Regions from separate parts of the Sus scrofa genome. Here region 2 is linked to region 1. The links are chromatin contacts, called in public targeted proximity ligation maps. All regions are on one chromosome and are shown on one strand. The core of a region is the stretch at or near the end of the contact, and the rest is flanking DNA. Distances in the headings are between cores, read along the strand shown.

What was found.
Region 2: a contact with region 1 is called in a targeted proximity ligation map of alveolar macrophages. A contact is called at or near these places in 3 of 47 Hi-C or Micro-C datasets (blood, embryonic fibroblasts and epiblast stem cells) and 1 of 2 datasets of targeted methods (alveolar macrophages).

Annotation. Positions count from the first base shown.
Region 1 is chr5:60,531,074-60,533,996 of Sscrofa11.1, forward strand. ETV6 (transcription factor ETV6) reads right to left here. Exons shown (of 8, transcript XM_005652587.3): 7 at 743-843. Among named protein-coding and RNA genes, the nearest start is that of BCL2L14, 170 kb to the left of the region's middle.
Region 2 is chr5:60,837,813-60,840,735 of Sscrofa11.1, forward strand. It overlaps LOC106507269 (a long non-coding RNA gene), which reads right to left. Exons shown (of 5, transcript XR_002344104.1): 2 at 1,300-1,439. Among named protein-coding and RNA genes, the nearest start is that of ETV6, 62 kb to the left of the region's middle.

The DNA.
Region 1 (2,923 bases), core at 173-2,672:
CTCTTTTATTGTTTCTCCTCTCTGGCACAGAACTTGGAATCACAATCTATGAGGTAGGTTAACCTGTCGGAACTCATTAGCTGTGCGGGATTTTGGAAAGAGGAGCGTCTAATGCAATAGCTTTCAGACTTTTGAACTGCCTCGTAAAGGGCAGTAGACTTGAGACCGACCTGGGCATGTATGTGTTAAAAAAGCAAATGTTAAAGCAATATACATATATGCCCAGGTCTGTCTCAAGTCCCTGGCGGTGCAGGGCAGCTGGCAGTGTGTATCATGAATGCAGGAGGCAGGAGAGCGGACCAGAGGTAGAGATTGTTGAATTCATCTAGGAGTCAATCATGCAGTCTAGACATCAGCCTACAGTGTCAGGGAAGCATGATAATAATATAATAATAATGCTCCTGCCTCGCTTTCATTTTCCAAGTCTCAAGGGAGTTGGGTCCTTGCTTTGCTGTTCGTTACTGATTGTTCCCTTTAACAGTGGATATAAAGGCCAGATAATACAATCTGAGCATTGCTTTATTTTAAAGGTGTGTTTATTCGTAGTTTTGTCTTTGGGATGGATATAAGTTAATTTTTTTTTTTTCAGTGTAACAAACCAGCATCTGGTATCCAGTGTGTAGCAGCAATGGTGCTGAGGATCAGATAGGCAGGTAGCAATCTGAACCATCTCCCTCCTCCCTCTTATTTGAAGAAAACAATATCCTCCCCAAAGAAGGAAAGCAGAAAAAGGAAGTGCTACCTGAACAAAAGCCTTTGTCCTGGCTCCTTCCTGATAATGTTTAGTTTGTAGTAGTGGCGCAGGGCTCTGGACATTTTCTCATAGGTCATGTTTGTTCTGTTCTGTTTGTTCAAAGGAGGAAGAGAGAGAGAAAAAAAAAAGCACAAAGACACAATGAAATGAACCTCAGAAAAGGTGCTGGAGGAGCTATTAAAATGCAGCTCTTCAGCTGCTCCTGGGGCCCTGCCAGTGGGGAAAGCTCCCTGCTAACCTGCTCCCTTCCAGGCCCACTGTGCTGCGTTTTCACCGACGCCAAGGCCCAGGTTTCTCCCGAGGTGACTCAGCCTTGGTCAGGAGGCTGGAGCTCCCGCTAACAAAGCACACCCACGGTGGCCTCTGGACTTCCTCTCCCAGGACTGCGCTCTGCTGTGCCTGAGGAATTTCCTGCAGACCACCCCTCCCTCCCCATTCTGGGGGGCATCCTTCACCTTCTGACCTGCAGAGAATTTCTTTTTTTTTTTCCTTTTTTTAAACATGACCTTTGTCCAACTTGTGTTTCTGGCTTGTCATTTTTAAGGAAGAGATTTTTTTTTTTGGTTTAAATTTCTGTTGTGGAAGCAAGAATCCAGTGGCTCCAGGCCCCGGGGCCAGGGCACACTGTGGGAGTTGTTGCAGAGCGATTTTTCTCAGTGACTCACGCGATGGAGCGTGTCAGTGGGACCTGGCCATATTTGGTCATAGCCTCTGGTAGGTCCTCCTCAGTGGGGCAAGAGCATGGGCTGCGGACCATGGAGGCTGCAGCCAGGGCAGAGCTGGGCTGTACCCTCTCTGTGCCCTCCCCATCTGGAGGTGAGACTTCAGGGTGCCTGGCCAACTTGGCCTCACATCTATCTGTCTGTGGGTAGGCTTGGGTCTTGGTTACTCAGCAGGGGGAAGTTCCCAGGTCAGGGATTGAACCTGGGCCACAGCAGTGACCTGAGCTGCTGCAGTGACAATGCCAGGTCCTTAACCCACTGTGCCACCAGGGAACTCCTCACTTAAAAAAAAAAGTCGCAATACAGATTTATCTATTAAAAATGTTTTTTGGCAGGGGACCACTTTGCTCTATTTTATTTTATTGTGGTAAGAACACTGAACATGAGATCTACCGTCTTAACAAATTTTTAGGTGCATAATACAGCAGCGTTAACCATAGGTAGTGTTGAACATCGGATTTCTAGAACTTAACTCATCTTGTTTAATGATTGATTAGTAATGCTGCTTTTCTGCCTCTCCCCAGGAGAGTTGCTTCCTGTGACTGGCTTATTTCACTTGACATGGCTGGACCTTGAGGACGCTATGCTGCAGAATCGCCTTTTTTAAGGCTGAATACTATTCCATTGCATGGATATAGCATGGTTTCTAGACCCATTCGTTCATCAGTGGATGTTTAGGTTGTTTTACACTTTATACCTATACACATTCACAGTTTTCATAACTTACAAAAGACTATATATATATACGTTGTCTTTTTAGGGCTGCACCTGTGGCATATGGAAGTTCCCAGGCTAGGGGTCGAATTGGAGCCGTAGGCTGCAGCCATAGCCACAGTAATGCTGGATTTGAGCCGCATCCACAGCCTATGCTGCACCTTGAGGCAATGCTGGATCCTTAACCCACTGACCAAGGCCAGGGATTGAACCCACATCCTCATGGACACTTACTAGATGGGTTCTTAACCTGTTGAACCACAACGGGAACTCCAACGATATCTTTAAATTTGATTCCCTCCCCTCTATGTGGAAAATTCTGGGGCAGTCAGACTTCTTGCACTGTTTGCTTTTAAAGGAGATGTTTTCAAGTCAGGATAAGTATTTTCCATGTAGAATGGGGCTTTGGCAGCCACAGGGCTTTCTAACGGAGCAGAACAGAAGCGATACTTCCAAAGCCCCTGTGGGTCACAGAGTCCTGCAGGGCATCCCTGGTACCCAGTTCTTAATGCTGGCGTGGGCGGCAGGGCCAGGCCACGGGAGGGAGTGATGGTTCCTCCTAACGAGCCCTATCAGGCGGGGATGTGCTGAGTTAACTGGCACCTGGCACAAGGGCCAAATGGAAAGGGGCATCTTTAATTATTTCCTTCCCTTTGCAAACTGTCTAATTGTTTGTCCAGTGAAGAATAAACTAGCTAATTACTGCCAGACTTAGGAAGCAGAAGACAATTAT
Region 2 (2,923 bases), core at 314-2,813, 310 kb after region 1:
TCATCAGCATTGAGGTCATGATGAAACTAAATGGATAAGATTGCTCAGAGAAGATGAATTCAGAGAGGAGGTTGGGAGGCAGAATCTAGGAAATTTCCATCATTTGAATGGAGGCCTAAAAGGATAAGACAAAGTAGACTGAGAAGGAATTATTGTGACCAAATAACAATATCTAAGAGGAGGAAATGGGTAAGAAAATGTCTAAAACTCACTGAGAGTGTTGCAGGTTCCTTTTTATCTTCTTTATCAAATCAGCAAGTCTCTCTGGAGTATGTATCAGGATTGCACCACTTTGACAGGGCACCAAGGGAGACAGAAAAGAAGGAGAAAACAGACCTTTTCCTGGAGCAAAGAAACTTGCAAACTCCCAAGAATAGGGTAAGGCGATGGCAGGTCACTTAAGCATGCACTCAGGTAAGGACCAGAACAGCTTTGGCTGGCTGGCACATGGCTAATATTTGGCCCATCTGCCGCCTTTGGCATATATGCCAGATGTTGCAGTAAGACAACTACGGGAAGAACAGAACTAGGGGAAGCATTTGCTTGTTAGTTGGTTGTAATAGAAAATTACATATGGGACATAATGCCTAATGACTAAATAGGTGATATCAAAGGGTAATTACCTTCCTGTCTCAAAGAGGCTAGGCTTGAAAACATCATATAATATGTTCACAATGCTATAAATCAGCTATAATTCAATAAAATGTTAAAAAATCATTTAATAATTGTCATTATCTTATTTCTTTAATATTTATTTAGTTAGTTATTTTTGCTTTTTAGGGCCACACCTGTGGCATATGTAGGTTCCTAGGCTAGGGATCTAATTGGAGCTATAGCTGCCAGCCTACCCCACAGCCACAACTACGCCAGACCCAAGCCTCCTCTGCCACCTACACCACAGTTCACGGCAACGCTGGATCCTTAACCCACTGAGCGAGGTCAGAGATCAAACCCGAAACCTCATGGTTCCTAGTTGGATTCATTTCCCCTGTGCCACGACACGGAATGCCAATTATTTTAAAGAAAGCAATCCCTTTAGTTTGGGCAATGGCTTTTATTTACATTTTCTTTTTTCCAATTAAATTTCTTTAGCAAGTGATAATAGATTGGTAAGCGGTGTCATTACGTAGCAGGAGAATCACTCCACAAGATGGTAGGAAACTGAGAGACCACCACTGTCCTCCCACCTCTATTCCATCACACCTACAAAGCTGTATGCTCCAGCCTTACAACCTTAAATAAAATCACTTAATCTCTGTGATTCAGTTGCCTCATCTAATAAAACAAAAATGACCATACCTCATTGGTCCCAAGGGCAGGGACTATATGGGTGATTTCTTGAGTTTCCTTCTGCTGTGATTATGATCAGTCATGTGACACGTGTGCAAGGAATCCTTTTTAGCAGGATTGGTTCCTGCCTCCAAAGAGCCTACCGTCTGCTGGGGAAACAGGAAACACACAATTACAATTTAACACAAAATGTCTGTAGTGGAGGCAGATGAGATACACAGGACAGAGAAGGACTAGATTCACACATCAGTCCAGGGAAGTGAGGGGACTTCCTTAGGGGAAGTAACACTTGAGCTGAGCCTGAACGGAGTTCCCACACCATCAAGAGAACAGGGGTTCCAACTGGAAGAACAGCACATTTTAAAGAGGAGACTTGTCTGGAGGAAGAACCAAAAGTAAGTTCACATGAGTGGGAGACAGCGAACAAAGCACGAAGTTGCGAAAATGTGGGGCTGGCAGATAGTTAGAAATTACTCAAGATAACCATTGAGCACTCACTGGTGGAAGGGCAGTAGCCTAGATGCTGGCTGATTAGGAATTCTGAATTTCTGGAGAAGCATTTGAGAAGACTTCAAACCAGAGTTAGGAAGAACAAAAATAAAGCTAGTGAGAGAATCCAGGGAAGACACAGGAAAAATCTATGAGAGACCATGGCTGTGGGAGAAGAGAACTATTTAGGAGACAGAATCAACCCTTAGTTTATGGGATGAGGGTTAAGGAGCAGGGAAGAATAAAGAATCACTTTCCCACTTCCTGCCTTTAGGAAATTGGGTGGCTGATGGTGGCATTCACTGAGGTAGGAGTTGGTGGAGAAAGGGTTGGCCCTCATCTTTGCCCCTGCTTTTGTTTTATGGAGCAATCACCGTCCCGATATATTTCTGAAGATACTGAAGTACTTGCGTTTGTTTTCCTTTCAAATTCCCTTGCCTTCTGTAGAGTTTGGAGTCTGTGAGGAGACTGGGTTTCTTTCAGGCAGATGCATTAAGCCTGTCCTTGGCTGTGGTCTCCGTCTCAGGTGTCCTAGGCTGCAATGTTCTTCCTGAGCATACTTCCCTCTCCATCTACCTCCTGCTTCCAGAACTTTGTTGAAATCTTCACTCTTCTACTTCTCTCCCATGCTCTTGTTGGGTGGGGTTGGGAGGGTCATGCTTTCTTATTTCTTTCCTATAATTTTATTTATTTATTTAGTCTTTTTGTCTTTTTAGGGCCGCACCCGCGGCATATAGAGGTTCCCAGGCTAGGGGTCCAATCGGAGCTGTAGCCACCGGCCTACGCCACAGCCACAGCGACACCTGCAACCTACACCACAGCAATGCCGAATCTTTAACCCACTGAGTGAGACTAGGGATCAAACCTGCGTCCTCATGGATGCTAGTCAGGTTCCTTAACCGCTGAACCACGACGGGAACGCCATTATTTCTTTACTTTGATTTGAATGATTTTTCTGAAAAAGGATAAATGGATACACTCAATCTACCATCTTCAACCAGAAGCTCCTGAATTTGAGCTCCGATATGATGTATTTAAGGTAGCTATGGTGCGTCTAGATAGAGATTTAGAGTATGTATGTGTGAATTAGCTGTATGTCTGAACCTGGTGTTCAAGAGACAAACCGAAATTAAAGGTAAAGATC